Linked DNA regions of Sus scrofa: regions 1, 2 and 3 are each linked to region 4. The links are chromatin contacts, called in public Hi-C and HiChIP or PLAC-seq maps. All regions are on one chromosome and are shown on one strand. The core of a region is the stretch at or near the end of the contact, and the rest is flanking DNA. Distances in the headings are between cores, read along the strand shown. Region 1 has its middle 81 kb from the start of ERMARD. Region 2 has its middle 130 kb from the start of ERMARD. Region 3 has its middle 31 kb from the start of ERMARD. Region 4 has its middle 25 kb from the start of PSMB1.

The links. Hi-C and Micro-C count contacts between places; a contact is called where the count stands out from the background. HiChIP or PLAC-seq counts read pairs in DNA pulled down with a chosen protein or histone mark.
Region 1: a contact with region 4 is called in an H3K27ac HiChIP or PLAC-seq map of skeletal muscle, with 8 times the contacts expected there. The contact joins two enhancer-like sites. A contact is called at or near these places in 2 of 47 Hi-C or Micro-C datasets (both in skeletal muscle) and 1 of 2 datasets of contacts at active chromatin or transcription factors (skeletal muscle).
Region 2: a contact with region 4 is called in an H3K27ac HiChIP or PLAC-seq map of skeletal muscle, with 5 times the contacts expected there. The contact joins two enhancer-like sites. A contact is called at or near these places in 1 of 47 Hi-C or Micro-C datasets (embryonic fibroblasts) and 2 of 2 datasets of contacts at active chromatin or transcription factors (alveolar macrophages and skeletal muscle).
Region 3: a contact with region 4 is called in a Hi-C map of skeletal muscle, with 4 times the contacts expected there. The contact joins two enhancer-like sites. A contact is called at or near these places in 15 of 47 Hi-C or Micro-C datasets (brain, embryonic fibroblasts, fetal heart ventricle and 10 more) and 2 of 2 datasets of contacts at active chromatin or transcription factors (alveolar macrophages and skeletal muscle).

Annotation. Positions count from the first base shown.
Region 1 is chr1:457,567-461,707 of Sscrofa11.1, forward strand. No RefSeq gene overlaps it. Among named protein-coding and RNA genes, the nearest start is that of ERMARD, 81 kb to the right of the region's middle. Within about 2 kb of position 1,660, at least 4 of the 83 cell types and tissues checked have an H3K27ac peak or open chromatin away from gene starts, as enhancers often do. A contact at or near this core is called in skeletal muscle, where this site is marked.
Region 2 is chr1:405,053-409,054 of Sscrofa11.1, forward strand. No RefSeq gene overlaps it. Among named protein-coding and RNA genes, the nearest start is that of ERMARD, 130 kb to the right of the region's middle. Within about 2 kb of position 2,184, at least 8 of the 83 cell types and tissues checked have an H3K27ac peak or open chromatin away from gene starts, as enhancers often do. A contact at or near this core is called in skeletal muscle, where this site is marked.
Region 3 is chr1:507,641-511,347 of Sscrofa11.1, forward strand. No RefSeq gene overlaps it. Among named protein-coding and RNA genes, the nearest start is that of ERMARD, 31 kb to the right of the region's middle. Within about 2 kb of position 1,516, at least 38 of the 83 cell types and tissues checked have an H3K27ac peak or open chromatin away from gene starts, as enhancers often do. A contact at or near this core is called in skeletal muscle, where this site is marked.
Region 4 is chr1:47,458-51,040 of Sscrofa11.1, forward strand. No RefSeq gene overlaps it. Among named protein-coding and RNA genes, the nearest start is that of PSMB1, 25 kb to the left of the region's middle. Within about 2 kb of position 2,299, at least 6 of the 83 cell types and tissues checked have an H3K27ac peak or open chromatin away from gene starts, as enhancers often do. A contact at or near this core is called in skeletal muscle, where this site is marked.

The DNA.
Region 1 (4,141 bases), core at 410-2,909, 410 kb after region 4:
CCCTCCTGCATCCCCTCCTGCATCCCCTCCTGCATCTCCTCCTGCATCCCCCTCCTGCATCCCCTCCTGCATCCCCTCCTGCATCCCCATCCTGCATCCCCCTCCTGCATCTCCTCCTGCATCCCCTCCTGCATCCCCTCCTGCATCCCCTCCTGCATCCCCTCCTGCATCTCCCTCCTGCATCCCCATCCTGCATCCCCTCCTGCATCCCCTCCTGCATCCCCTCCTGCATCCCCTCCTGCATCTCCTCCTGCATCCCCTCCTGCATCCCCTCCTGCATCCCCTCCTGCATCCCCTCCTGCATCCCCTCCTGCATCCCCTCCTGCATCCCCATCCTGCATCCCCTCCTGCATCTCCTCCTGCACCCCCTCCTGCATCCCCTCCTGCATCCCCTCCTGCATCCCCTCCTGCATCCCCCTCCTGCATCCCCATCCTGCATCTCCTCCTGCATCCCCCTACTGCATCCCCATCCTGCATCCCCTCCTGCATCCCCTCCTGCATCTCCCTCCTGCATCCCCCTCCTGCATCCCCCTCCTGCATCTCCTCCTGCAACCCCTCCCAAACCCCCTTTTCCTACATGACGAGTGTAGGGCCCATCTCCAAGTTATGGGTACTGTCTATTCCCCAGGTTTGGCCCACTCAGCACAAGGAGACTGGCCTGTGAAGGGGCCTATTTGGGGTCATGGTGAGAGAGAGGGGAAAGGCAGGACTCTTCAGCTCTGAGTGTCCACGGCTCCCTTCTTTTCTGATCCCTGCCCTCACCTCCCAAGCTTCGGCCTTCATGCCAGACCACAGGCAAGGGCCCCTCTTGCTCTCTCCCTCCTGTGGTTCTAATAGATTAGAGATAATAAGGCAACCTGAATGAGGCACAGCCTGAGCAGCCACTGGAAATGTCCAGAAGGTCAAATGACGAATATCAACCTGGAGGAGAAAGGGCCCCAGAGTGTCAACATTTACCAGGGACACAGAGACCAGCCATGAGTGCCAGCTGTGCAGACTCAGCAACTAGAGCCACGGAGGGGAGAAAAAAAGCACATTCAAGAAGGCCAGCAGGACAGGGGATGGACCAGCAGGACAGGGCACCAGCCAGTGGGACAGGGGACCAGCCAGCTGGACAGGGGATGGGCCAACAGGACCTGTGAATCCCAGCAGTGACATCGAGGCATGGAGAGTGGGGGGCTAGGCGCCACTTCCCCCGGTGCCCCTGTCCACCCGCAATTCTCCCCTGGAAAGACCGTGATGGGCAGGTCCAGCTGGGACGGCTGCTGCGGGTCTGGCCCTCCACGCTGTCCTGACAGATGTTTTAATCTACTGTTTGAAGAATGACTTCTGCTCAGCTCTGCTGTTCAAACATCTGTTTCTGTTTAGAATGACGGAGGCGTTTCAAACGGCGCTGGCTGTGCCGCCCAGGAACTGTTTAAATGGCGACCATGCTGCTTACTTTGCATTAGAGCCAGAGAGGATTTACTGCGGGCAGGCTGGACACACTCTTAAGCCCTGTAAAATAGATCATTCTTTAAAAAAAAAAGTGAACCGTTCAGCTTCCTAAATACATCCTTTATGAAAGATGTCCCGGGAGCAGAGCTGTTCGTGTTCTAACCCCTCTTGCCCCCGTCAAGGAGCAGGTCTCTGGCTTCACCCTCCAGCCGGAACCCGCAGCCCAGTGCGCCACCCCGCGGTGCCCCCATCACGCGCTCATGATTGCTGTGCCCCGTGCCACACGCCCAGAGCGCAGAGGGTCCCGTGGCGCAACCGCACCACACTGCCGCGGGAGAGACCACGAGGGCCAGCGGCTGAGCTGGTGGTGGTCCCCCCGCTTCATCCCGCAGATCTGGCGGTCATGCCTGTTAGGCTTCGATGGTTGTTCTCATTTGTCTTCAAGTCCCCAGAGCTTAGCGTACAAGAGGCGTGCAACGAACATGGCAATAATTGCACATCTCCTTGAATACGGGAACACGAAGAGGTGTTTGTAGAACATTTTTGAGAATGTTGGGCAAGGGATCCCTTTTCTCCATCCGTAACTGGGGGCTTAACCACACTGGAAAGAGAGGAACCACGTTGGAGAGCCAGGAACCACACGGAAGAGAAAGGGGCCACACTGGATAGAAAGGAACCGCGTTGGCAAGAGAGGAAAGAGAGGTTGTGGAGTGGGGCCGGCTGCTCCGCACCCGTCACCACCACAAAGGAGTGAACGCCCGGATCCAGGCTGGGCCAGCCCCGCCTGCACGTGACATCCTCAGCCTCCTCCCAGATGCTGCAGACGACTTCCTGCGCAGGGGACACAAAGACAGAGCAAAGGAACCACTCGGCCCAGAGCTGCCTGCAACCCGCCTCCCTGCCTCCAGGACCTGAAGCTGTGAAGGCGAGACTCCAGACATGGGACAGGCACCTTCCCTGGACCACACGGTGGAAGCAGCAGATTCTAACCCACATCTGCTGGGCACCGAAGCGCGTTTTATTTCTAGTAAAGTACAGCAGGCTTAGGACATGCAACAAAAATTTGTATATCTGGGCAATGTCACTTGGGGACTTTTTTTCCCCAATTCTGAAAAGAAAACACTTATTTTAAATGAATAGATAGTGAATCTTCATCTTTTCACTGAGAAAACCCCATTTTCCCAGAAGCACATACGAAAAGCTGCAGAAGAAGAGATGCGAGCTTTGTTCCATTAGGCTGCTTTGATTGGGCTAAGCTGCATGCGGGGAAGGGGGGACCTGAGGATGGCTGAGCAGGTGCAGTTGTGAGATGCTGCAGCGGGAACATCCTGCCCTTTCTTCTCTTTCTCCTCTGCCCGGCTTCGTCCTCCAGAGCAGGTAGTGGGCAAACGAGGCACCTGGCATGGCCGGCATGATCCCATGAGCCCCACGCTCCAGCTGCCAAGCGCAGGGCAGGACGCACCTCCTCCAGCCCCGTGCTATCTGAAGCAGGCTGGGTCCCAGACCAGTGTCGACTGGCCCCAGGGGGCACGTTCCTGCTGCCTCCCAGGTCCTGGCTCCTTGGCCCTGCAGGTGGCCAAGGTCGGGGGTGGGGGTCCTTCCTGCTTGAGAAGCTCTGAGGTTCCCGGCGACTGCAGGAGTCTCTCGCCCTGGTCCCCCAGGCAGCCTCCTGATGGGTGGCACTGGCCGTGAACCAGCAGACCCCCAGGCCCGTTTGGGTACAGCTGCTTGTGAGCAACCTTCAGTGACAAGGGCTCCAAGGCACTCGGATCAATTAAGAAAAGGAAACTCTTGGGGACCCAGATGGCCAGGGCCCGTGAGGGACATTGCACCTCACACCTGAGCACTCAGACGCGGCTCTGGATGCAGCATTTTGGGGAGCGCCGTGCTGGGTCTTTGCTGCTGGATGGGCAATTCTACACAACCAGATATGCGGGTTATTTTTAAATAACATTTGGTAAGATCTTTTTAAAATTAAAGATGTAGCTTTATTTACATAATTAAATATTAAATAATTAATAGTAGTTCAATTAAGTTGCATTTCTATTTTTATTGTATAATTTTGAATATTTAGAAGAAATACATATTTTGAAACAATCTTTAAAATTCTTGTTTATATTCAACATTTTTGGTTTATGTACTCAAATTTAGATGTTATAAATATAATTACATTTTTATACTAATTCAGATCATTAATGTCAATAGAACATAAATAATGTGAAAATATTGATTTGGGGAGATATAGTTTTTGCAAAATATACAAGAATTGTTGAATTTCGTATGCCTTAAGTTTGGCAGAACTCGCAAACATGCCCAATAGTGATTGAACTCCGTCGTCTTTGCTGGTTTGCTGATATTTTATCTTTGATGACAGTTTGATGATAATTTTCTCTGTGCACGCCTGTCAAGTGGGACAGACACTTGACAGCTTCTTAACCCAGGTTAGACTGTCCAGGACTTATTACACAGGCCGCCCAGGCCTCCACTCTGCTCGGGCCCACACCTGGGCAGCCGGCACATTGGAGAAAACCAGCTTGGGGGTCCGAGGCCCCCTGTCTTCCAGCTGGTGGAGCCTGGCCCATCCTCACTGGGGAGGCACCCTTGGTGGGCGGGAGCCTTTCTGAAGCTGGCGGTGGATCTGGCGGTGGAAGCTGGCAGAGGCACTCACAGCGCTCGCACTGGCCTCCCCGGCTTCCTTTCAGGT
Region 2 (4,002 bases), core at 934-3,433, 360 kb after region 4:
CACTGTGGCTCCTGTCTGGGCTGCAGGCAGGGCTGCGAGGCCCCTCGAGCGGCCTTCTCCTGGCACAGGGCACGGGCAGGAGCTCAGGGCTGAGGGCATTTAACTCTGAGATAAAATAAACCTGAAGGCCTTTACCTTCTTGCATTCAAATGGAGCAGACTTCAGGAAACACTTCGGGAAAATGAATGGCTCCTACGCCTGCTGGTTGGTGACCCTGCAAACCATCAAGGCCTACTCTCCACGGGGGCACAGTCCTGAAGGTGGGAGTTGGGTCGGGTAGATAAGGGGAGGTTGGGGACATTGCTGTCTGAAGTCCACCAGCAAGAGTGGCCACTCCTGCACTGGGGCTCAGGCCCACTGGCCAGAGCACCTGGCTGGCCTTGCCTCTTGCCCAGGCTGGACGCAGTCGGTGCCACGCAGATGTGAGGAAGGAAGCCTTTCCAGGCCTCACTGGGTGGGTGACCCAGAGGCCCCCCATCTCAGAGCTCTGCCCCCAGCACCAAGGAGGTCGGGCCCCCAGCCCAGGCCTGCTGGACGAGGCTTGAGCGGGGTGAGTTAGCCCGGTCTTCGAGGCCGAGTAGGCGGGCAGTGCGATGGCCGCTGAGGGGTGGGGAGGCCAAGACCCTGGGCAGAGTCGCTTCCTGAAGATGCACAGGACCCAGCATGTTGAGACAATGACACCAGGTCTCAAAACTCCTCAGGGCCACCAGGCGGGGTTCTGAGCCCACCCCCATCCTGGCCGACAGAAGTGGCTTTAAACGTCAAGCAGAAGGATGCTGAGGGGGAAGGGGAGGAGCCGGAAGGGGCAGCTCCTCCATCAGTGGGCTCAGGGCTTCGCTGCCCGGCAGGGGGGGTACCCCGAGCACTGACCAGAGCACCGGGCCTGAGGCCCAGATCAGTGCAGCAGACCGGCAGGATCGCCCGGCCGGAGGAGGGGCTCCTGCGACTGGATTTGGGGACCCCTGTGCCCAGGGGCGGCCCCTCCGCCTGAACAGCTCCTCGATGGCCGTTTTGAAAGTTCAGAGCCCGCCCCCTCGGGGGCCCGCTCTGTGCTTTTGTCTCTTTCCTTCATTCCGGGCTCTTGGGGGGGCAGGTGGGGTGCTCACCTGGGGCGGGGCCTTCCTGAGAGGCCAGACCAGCTCAGTAGCTTCCAAGGAGGGTGATTCTCAACAGGCCTGAGCCTGAACCCCTGAGAAACCAAGGTGCTGGGGGAGAGGATTCCATTCTTTGTTCAAAGAGTCGAATCACAGACCCTAAAATCTCAGGTGGGAAGGGTGCCCTGGAGCCGCGGGCACCTCTCCCAGCACCCATAGGCTGCGGGGGACCTCGGCTGGCCCTGCCCTCGCAGAGCTCCCTTTAACGTCTGAACCAAACCAAAGCCACAGTTCCCCACTGTGGCTGCCGCGGCCGCCCAGAGCCGCCACGGCCCAGGCTCTCTGGCTGCAGCTCTCGGCTGGTCAGGCAGGTCGCCCTCCTCAGCAAGGCCAGTGCCCAGGACCCCCGGTGGCGTGTCTGGTCTGTGGTAGGTTCTCAAGATCCATCGAAGCTCCTGGGTCTCCCAGGCTCCAGGGCTTATCCAGGAGCCACTGGGCAGGGCCCCTGGGGACCTCTGCTCTGAGCAGCCCCACGACTGGCCTTCCTCTCCCTCCCCGGCCCCCCTGCAGGAGCACAGCCGACCTCCTGGGCCTTGACCTCCCCACACCCGCCCCACCTGCCGAATCCCCACCTCGCCCCCCCAACCCTGGCTGCCCCAGACGGCCCTTTCTGACCCCGCCAGATATCTGTGGGTCACAGAGAGCCCCAGACCCCTGGCTTGAGGACCGAGCCCCCACCAGCCCCCTGCTTCCTGGGGCCCCAGGCTCAGCCCCACTGGTGCCTCCCCGAGTCTCAGGCGGCCGTGCCGCCTCCCCCAACTCCTTACTAAGGCCATGGACTTGGCGAGGTTCAGGGCCCGTCCACGGGGCAGAGCGGCCACTGTGGCTCCAGCAGACCCCGCTGGGTTTGCCCCATGGCCCTGCCCTGGGCCTCCTCAGGCAGCCCCGCACTGGCTCTCTGCTCCTGGGAGGCAGTGACAGTCACCTGATACCTCCCAATTAGCCGATTTCACAGAGGCCAGAACCATACGTGAAGGGGGTGACCGATGTCCTTCCCGCCAGATGCCCCCTTGCCAGACCGTCCCCGAGCTCCTTGGCCCCATGCCTCTCCGGGCCTGAGGCTGCTTCTGAAGGGAGGGCATCGCCTCAGGACCCAAACTCATTGGCGCCAGGCAGTGGCCGTCCGGGGCCTGGGCAGGACCAGCACTCAGGTCCCTCTGAGTTGGGGGGGGGGTGACCTGCGCTTCCCCAGTTTCCTGGGAAACATCCCCGTGTACCACAGCTTCCTGAGCCCCCCACCCAGCTGCTGCTCCCCTTCCCCCACCCAAGGGGGTTTCGGACTCCCCCACCCCCACCCAGCTCCCCCCCCCACCCCCCCGCCCCCAGGCCTCGCAGCTGCAGGCCTTTGATCTAAATCCCCAGCCCTGGACGCAGCCGCCACTTGCAACAGCTTCCTGCCGGTTTCGTGTTCCCAGGCGGCCGGTCCCTGTGTCCGCCACTCCCTCCGGGGCGCCGGGGGCCCTTGAGTGACGACAACACATGGGCCTTCGCCTGCCTTCCAGCCTCCGACCTCAGGGAGTCCTGACCCCTCCCTCCCTCCGGCTGAGGCTTCCACTGCAGTTCACCAGCTGTCGTCCCCGCCTGGCCCCCCACTGGCCACTCACTTTCAAAGGCCTGGTGTCCTCCCGTCTCCTGGGGCAGAGCAGGCCTGGCTGCCCCGCTCTGAGGCGGTCCAGGGCAAAGGCAGGGCGCCACCCAGGCGGGGCTCAGCTCCAGGCCACCCCAGGCCTGCTCGGCACTTGGTGATGGCCTGTGGCCTGGGGACTACGCCGCGTTTAAAGTGAAGGCAGACCTGCAGTGCCACCTGGAAGAGCGATGCTGCCCCTGCCTGCGGCACCCTCCGCCCGATCTTAGAGACACAGGTTCTGCCCCCGCCCAGGACTCAGCCCCCAGCAGGTCCGCGAGGGTGACCCGCCTGCAGCCTCTGCCCGTGGCGCATGGAGATGCGGCCTGGACTGCTCTGCCAGTCAGTACAGAGCATGGGGGGGCATGGGGGGCGTGCTGGGGGCAGCGATCAGCAGCCCAGCCTGCTGGTGCTCAAAGGCCCAAGACCCAAGGGTGACTACCGCTCAGCGTGACCCTTCCACACAGCGTGGAACATGGACCCAAGTTGCCAGAGTTTTCCTGCAAGAACTCCAGGTGCCCGTCCGCACAGGTCAGTGATTCGAATCAGAAACTACACCTCAGGCTACACCAACTGTGTCCAGGCAAGGGGAAGGTGGCTTCTGGCCCAGCCACGGCCTGCGTGCTACTCCTAGGAAATGCGCCCCAGGAACCGAATATGCTGGAGAAACACCAGGAGGCCTGTGTGGGGTTCAACACGTGGCTTCCGCATGGAGCACACACCGTGACACTGCTGGCGAGAAGGTGGTCTCGGGCCGTCCCAGGCTTCCACGGCGGCAGCTCCATGATATTCAGTCTCGATGGTGGAGGCGTCAGAAGACTTGGGGCGAGGCTGGGGGCCAGCAGGGCCGTGTCCAGGAGGTCTGATGCCAGCAGGCAGAGGGGCGCGCAGCATCTCAGCGTCTTGGGGAGGCCCCAGGAGCCGGACACAGGACCTGGCCCTGGAGACGCAGCGGCACCCAGCAAGCTGAGCTGAGGTCACAGGGGCAGCACGGCAGCTGCAGTTCCTGCTCGGACCGCCCACCCTTGGGCCCCTTCCACCAAAAAAAGACCAGGCTAATGCTTACCGGGTTCCCTTTTTCTGTTACACATTGTTTACAAAGCTGGTTCACTGGCATCCTCCAAGAATAACCAATTCTGGATTTTTCTTAAAGACCCGCAAGAAGTCCTCTGATAGCGATCACCAAAAAGGCTCTTCTGACACCTTCACAAGTTTTTAATATTT
Region 3 (3,707 bases), core at 266-2,765, 460 kb after region 4:
GCCAGTGGTCTAATCAGAGCTGTAGCCACCGGCCTGTGCCAGAGCCACAGCAATGCCAGCCGGAGCCCATCTGTGACCTATACCACAGCTCACGACAACACTGGATCCTTAACCCGCTGAGCAAGGCCAGGGATCGAACCCGCAACCTCATGGTTCCTAGTCGGATTCGTTAACTACTGAGCCACGACAGGAACTCCAGGCATGTCCTTTTATTATGTAACTTTCATCCAGGCCAGGGAAATTGGAATCATCAACTGCTATAGGGAAGAAAAAGCAAGAAGTGAGCGGAAATCCAAGAACCTAGGCCCCTCTGGGGCACTGACGCCAATGCTCGGTCGCGTGAAGGGTGGGCCCGGGAAATTTCCTCCCCTCTCGCCACCTCGTGTCCTCCAGCGGGAGGGGCAGTCAGGGCCTCTGGAGGCTGGAGGACACTCACTCAGGGGCTGCGGCTGCCAGCGGCGGCCCATGCCGAGCGGTAGGAAGGCTCAAGGAAGGGCTTGCAGAGGACTCAGGTGAGCCGGCTGCAGTCAGACCCCCGCCTTCCCAGGACGCTGGGAAGTCTCACCACGGTGTGGCTGGGGGGATCCATCTGGAGACAAGCAGCCGGCAGAGCCTTCCGGGAGACAGAAACAGCCCACTCGGGCCCCACACGAGAGCCATCCCCGCAGGGAGAGGACCAGCCAGGCCCTGCCTCCCTCCTTCCGTGGCCTTCTCACCCTGCGGCGCCGTCCTACCCAGGGGTCGCGGGGACCTGAGCACCCAGGTACTTTGAAAACCGTGGGCCTGTGCCTGCCGGCTTCCAATGGAAGCTGTGGTGCGGGGTTCAGCATTATGACTGGCTTCTTTGAACTTAAAATACTCTTATTTTAAAGGAATTGAGCGACGAGTCAAAACCACTCCCTGCATCATCCAGGATATTCTTTGGAAAACCTCAACACTTGATCTTAGATCGATTGTAAATGGTTCAAGTTCACTTGGGAGCCACACTAGCCAAGGCACCCAGGGGCCCAGACGCTGGACTACAGGTTAACACTTAGGGCTGGGTAGCAAGCCCGGGATCCAGTTTTGCTATTTAGAGTAGCTGGGGGGAAGCCCGCCACGCCCCGGCGGGAGGCCCCGCACGCCCTCTGGGTGACACAGTGCGGGCTGAGGACACTGTCCTGCGCCGCTGATAAAGGTGGGCTGTTAGAAGCCGGTGCACCTGAAAGTTCTGCGCGGATCCGGCCACATTCTTTCAACAGCCCCTGCCTCTGCGGTTCGCTGTCTGGGCCCCGCAGGCCCGTCCCGCACCGGCGGCACCCAGATGATGCCGGTCGTGGCCCAGACCCGGCCTCCCGCGCCGCTGCGACGCGCGGCCCGGACCTCACAGCATGCGAGCCCCCTGAGCCCTCTCGCGCCCAGGCCCGGCCCGCGCGAAGCCCCCGCCCCGGCCCCGGCGGGCAGGCGGGAGGAAGGGGCAGGTACCGCCTGGATTCCCGGGAGGCTTCCGCTCGGGGCTGCGGGCCTTGCCTTGCTCAAGAGCGCCGCCCCGCGTCCCGCGGAGGGACCGCAGACGCCGGGGCGGGCAGCCCGTACACCGACGGCTCGAGAGCACCCGGATCCGAGAAACCCAAGGTTTACTCCTAAGAGCAGCTTCCTAACCGACTTACTGAAAAGGCAAACAAGGCGGGTGCCACCGCGGGACGGGGCACCTCCACGGACCCTCGCAGATGCCCACGTAGAGGAGGGCCTGGGGACACGCAGGACGCGGCTCACAGCCACACGAGGCTCCGCTCCATCCCAAGGTCGCTGCTCAGTTGAACCAGAGCCACTCTCGGCCCCACGTGCAGGCGAGGACTGGGCGGTGGCAGCTGCCCCCTCACCTCCTCCCCTGAAAACCCTACACCTGAGAGCACGGGTTGGGGGCCGCGGGCTTAGGTCAGGGACAAAGTTGTCTGCAAACGCCCAGCTTGATTTCCACGTGGAGGAAACCCAATTCCCCCCCTAGAAACAGAAGGGCCTGGTGATACTGATGCCACCGGCCCGGGACCTCGGGTACCCCCTGACCCCACACCCTGTAGTCCACCAACCCACTCGGGGAGGCAACGTGATTCCCAGCCCCTCACAGATCAGAAAGCTCAGGTTGTGAGGAGTTAAGCAGCTTGTTCACAAAGTAAGTGACGTTCTTAACCTGGGTTTGGCCTCGGACCCGTGTCCCTCCCCAGGCGTGGCAAGAGCCGTCTCCCTCTCAGGCTGGCTCTTCAAGGCTCTGGCAAGCTGGCTGTTGCTTTTGGTGAAGAACAGATTTAGCTAATCTTCCCCTCTGCCCCTTCCTGCAGTAACTCCATCTGCAGGAGGTATTCGGCCAGCAGAGAAATGAAAAGCGGGCTGAGAAAAGCCTGAAGCAAGCTTGCAAATATCAGGCATTTTCTGGGCATCTTTCAGTTGCTCCAGCTCCCCACCCGTGACAGGGCCGATCAAGTCATAGTCCTTCCCAGAAGCCACGGCCCGCTCCATTGGTGACTCCCACTGGCAAGGGGTTGAGGCAGAGGCATGTGGCATCACCTGAGGAAAACAAGGACTTTCCACCCCACTGGATGGACGCAGGGAGGCACCTGCAAGCTGGCAGCAACAGGCTGGTCACCAGGAAACAAACTGGAGGAAGCCATGGGTGTGCCCAGCCAAGCACCAGCCAGGAGCAGTGTGGCCTTCCCAAGGGTCGCCAGGCAGGCCCAGCAAGGACAGCTCTGGCCACGGGTGTCCTGTGGCCGGTATTCCCAGCATGCAGGAGCAGCAGGAAAGGCTGCAGACACAGCCAGACACCAAGCGAACCCACTCCGCTCCCCATAGGAGGCACGCACTGGGGTCCTGGGGGTCCCGGGACCATGCAGGGAGGAGCCCAAAGAGGAGAGCTTGATGTCACATATTCTCATGGGAAGACCACTTTCTCACCTCGAAGCCCAGACCAAGACAGGTGAGTGTCTTGGGCAGGACATGAGATCATTTTGAGGTGAAATGGATGGAAAACTGGCTGTGAGGGAGGAGCTGAATGTGACCTTGAGGTTCCTGGCGCAGGCACCTGGTGCTGGGGTCGCCTTTCATTAAGATAGGGCGCATACGAGGACTCTGGGAGAGGACACAGCCTACAGGTGTCGGGGTTGAACTGCCCAGCACACAGAAGGGACTGGAGCCCTGGGTCAGGGCGTGGCTTAGTTGGCAAGCATCAGATTCAAAGAGGAAAACGACTGTAATTTACAGGAAAGCCCCTGTCCCTGTCCCCCGGTGCCTCTCCGGCAGGGGAATGCCAGCTCTTAGATCCAGACCTCCTTCTTGGGGGACATTTGGGCTGAGAGTGGTAAGACTGCCCCTTGGAGTGGCACTGCCGCTGATGTAGCCGCTACAGGAGACAAGACACATCGGACGTCCCGGCAAGATACGTGAATGCTGGAGGCTGGGCTTAAACCACAAAAAGCAGAGTCCAGCGATGTGGGGACGTTCAGGCGAACCCCCGCAGGGGCCTCTCCCGTCCCCTGCCACTGAGACAGAGGCGGGGTGCTTGGGGCCTTCTGGCTGGAGAAGCACATCCAGCAGACCTGTGCGTGCTATTCCGTTAGCCAGCTGGCCCCTGCAATGGCCCCTGTCACCTGGGCCCAGAACAAGGCCTGCAGAGGGGCAGAAAAGCTGTTCCCCTCGGACAGCGGCCCCCTGGATGGTGGTGCACGCAGCAC
Region 4 (3,583 bases), core at 1,049-3,548:
ATATTATCTGAAAGGTGCAAGATTTTCCTCAAAAAGACTCTGTAATAAATGCTTAGAGGCAGAAATGAAGGAAAAACCACAGGGAAAATCACCATTGCTTTTTTGTATCCATTGGAAGCTTGGAGAATTCCTCCAATGTCTCATCCATTTATGTATTTTATTATGGAACATTTCAAATGTATACCAAAAAAGTTGAGAGATCAGTGTAATGAAACCCTGTGTGCCCCTCACCCACTTCATTAAATGGCCACTTCACGGCCACTCTTATTTCATTCCCTACCCTCCCCCCAAAAAAAATTATTTTGAAGCAAATCCCAGAAATCCTATACTTCATCTGTAAATATATCAGCCCTCTAAAAAAAAAAAAAAAAAAAGGCATTTATTTATTTATTTATTTATTTATTTATTGTCTTTTTGCTATTTCTTTGGGCCGCTCCGCGGCATATGGAAGTTCCCAGGCTAGGGGTCGAATCGGAGCTGTAGTCTCCGGCCTACGCCAGAGCCACAGCAACGCGGGATCCGGGATCCGAGCCACGTCTGCAACCTACACCACAGCTGACGGCAACGCCGGATCGTCAACCCACTGAGCAAGGGCAGGGACCGAACCCGCAACCTCATGGTTCCTAGTCAGATTCATTAACCACTGCGCCACAACGGGAACACCAAGGCATGTTTTTAAAATATAATCAGGAGTTCCCATCTTGTCTCAGTGGTAATGAACCCGAAAAGTATCCATGAGGACGCAGGTTCAATCCCTGGCCTCGCTCAGTGGGTTAAGGATCTGGCATTGCCGTGAGCTGTGGTGTAGGTTAAAGAAGGGGCTTGGATCCTGTGTTGCTGTGGCTGTGGTGTAGGCCAGCAGCTGCAGCTCCAACGGACCCCTAGCCTGGGAACCTCCTTATGCCACGGGTGTGACCCTTAAAAAAAAACACCAAAAATTAAATACAATATAATCACTGTCATAATCGTATCCTTAAATGTTAACTATAATGTCCAGTCTATGTTCACATTTCCTTGATTGTTTCATAAATGTCTATTTACACTTCATTCAAATCTGCAGCCAAATATTTCAATCTCTAGCTCCGATCTTCCTCCTTCTCTGTGTTAATCTTTCTCAATCTCTTTCTCATTCCCGCAAAACTCAGTTGTCAAAGGAGCAGATGATTTGTACTGCAGAGTTCTCTGCTTTCTGGATATTGCTGATTCTATTCCTATAGTTTCCATAAATGTCTTTTCCTATAAATTGGTAGAGTTTGAGGCTTGATCAGATTCAGAGTTCAATTTTTCATCAACGGAGCCATCTAAGTTTACATGTCTTTCCGTTGCTTAGATTAGCCAATTTGACCTGTTTCTATTAAATAATAATTGACTGTGATATGACACATATCTGAATATCATTGACCTTTTTTTGGCTGCACCCACAGCATAAGGAAAACTCAGGCCAGGGATCAAATCCCAGCTGCAGCTGCAACCTATACCACACCTGCAGCAACACCACATCCTTAACACACTGTGCCAGAGTGGGAACCCCTGAATTTTTTAGTTTATGCCATTATGAGATAAACTTCTGTTTCTTAAAAAGCCACAGGCTTCTTTCAACATAGGTGCCAGATTCAGACCGAGCCAGGCTTCCAGCCCCTCGCTTGTGGGGTATGGATGTCCCTTTCCACCTGCCTTGGAGCAAGGTCACCTAACCTCTGAAGGGACAGCTCCAGGGATGTCCACCCAGCCTGTCCCCTGGGCCACACAGGAAGCCCCCTCACAGCATCTCTGCTCTCCTTCAGGGCAGTGCATTTTCCTCAAAAGTTTTTTGTTTTTAAGCAGGGTCTCTGCTCTATCACATTACCCTGCTCTGTGTTAAGAATGTAAATATCACTTGTTTTCTCAAATAACAAACTTTCCATACTATCCAGCCCACTACCTCAGGTGTTTTGCTTGCTCTTGTCTTTAGCTCTCTATTCAACACTGCCACCTCGCTGATGGTCCACACCTTGTTTGTGCTTTATTCCCGGGGATAATGGTAAGAATGGGCTGCTATTAGTCTCATTGTCACCTCTGCCTTTATTGTTCCTGTGTTGGGACTATTTTGGGAGAGGGCCCCAGTGCCGGCTGTGGGACATATTTAACCTGCCAGCTGAGGGTGGTGCTCCAGCTCGTGCAGACAGCTCCTCTGGGCACAAGTGGCAGAGGGCACGTGTGACAGGCACCTCTTTTGGGAGCCCAGGTGGCCAGGCTCTCTTTTAGAAACTTCAGAGTCAAGCTATTTGCAGGGATGACCCCTTGTGCTCTGGCCGCCACGCCTGCTCCCTGCCCATGGGGCTCAGATCCCTGATGGCCTTAAAAGGAGAGTCAGACAGCAGGCTGCACAGGCCACACTTCTCCCCGGAAGAGTGCCAAGGGAATGGTTTGCGAGACCGAGGGTGCCTCCCAGAGCTTGGCCTCAGAATAGCCTGGCCACCTTGAGTTTCCCTTAATAGCCAGCCATGAATCAATCATCCGCAATCTATGTAAAGGCTTTTTGTAAACCTATTTATATTTTTATGTCTGTGCCACTGTGAAGAGCCATTGAATTCAAATGATTTTTTTCCTGAGGCATGTTTTTCTCTCTTATTTTCCTTAAACTAAAGCCATCTTTAAGTTTCCAGGGTGCCCTCTTGCCTCTGTGACCTGGGTTGAGGGGAAAGTGACTGTCACATCCACTTGTCAATGTGCCATGGGGAGTTCCTGCCACGTCAGTGGTGCCAACTTATTGTCACTGTCACCTTCAGTTGGAATACTGCAGGGGAACTATATGTTGCCCAAGTGACATCACTTCTAAGTGTCTTTCCTTTTGCAGTAGATTCCAGCTCAAGAAATTGTCCAGAAAAGGAGACATTTGTTTATCTCAGTTTCCTCCATGACTACATGCCAGAAGCAGCTTCTCCAGGGACAGGATCCCATGCAGATGTGCGACTATAGCGACTCTCCTTCTTTACCGCTGTGACAAATGTGTGTGCCAGGAAAGTTATAGATTGGCAGTGAATTTGTGTGAAATTCTACCCAGAAAGAGTCACAGCTGTGCTCACTCCGCAGCCAAGGTGACCGTGGAAGCCAGGAGGAACCCAGGGTGTGCAATAAGCCCCTGGGTGTTTACAAGACACCAGGTTGGGGGGGTGGGGGATTGTCCAGGGACCATACATTAAAAAAACTAGCATGAATTGGACACTCATGTGAAATAAGGCCCAGGGACACCCTCCACTTCATCTACCTTCACATGGGTGCAGTAGGTGGCCCCCCTACTGGGGTCTTCACTGTGCTCCCCCACCTTCCCAGGGGCGCTAAGCAGCAGCAGAAATCACCCTGGATGCAGCTACGCCCATACCAGGGCCCTCCAGTCCTGCCCACCTTGTCTCCCTCTCTGGCGACGCCAAACTGCTCACTGTTGCCCAGAGATGCTTGTGGAGTGGCCATTAGCCTTGGGACCCTAATTCCATTGTTTGCCAGTTGTGTGGCCTCAAATATCCCAAAGTTGGAACTTCCTCACTTGTGAAATGTGTGAAATATTATCACTTCTCCCAGGGAAGCGTGGACGAGGTGATGTGTG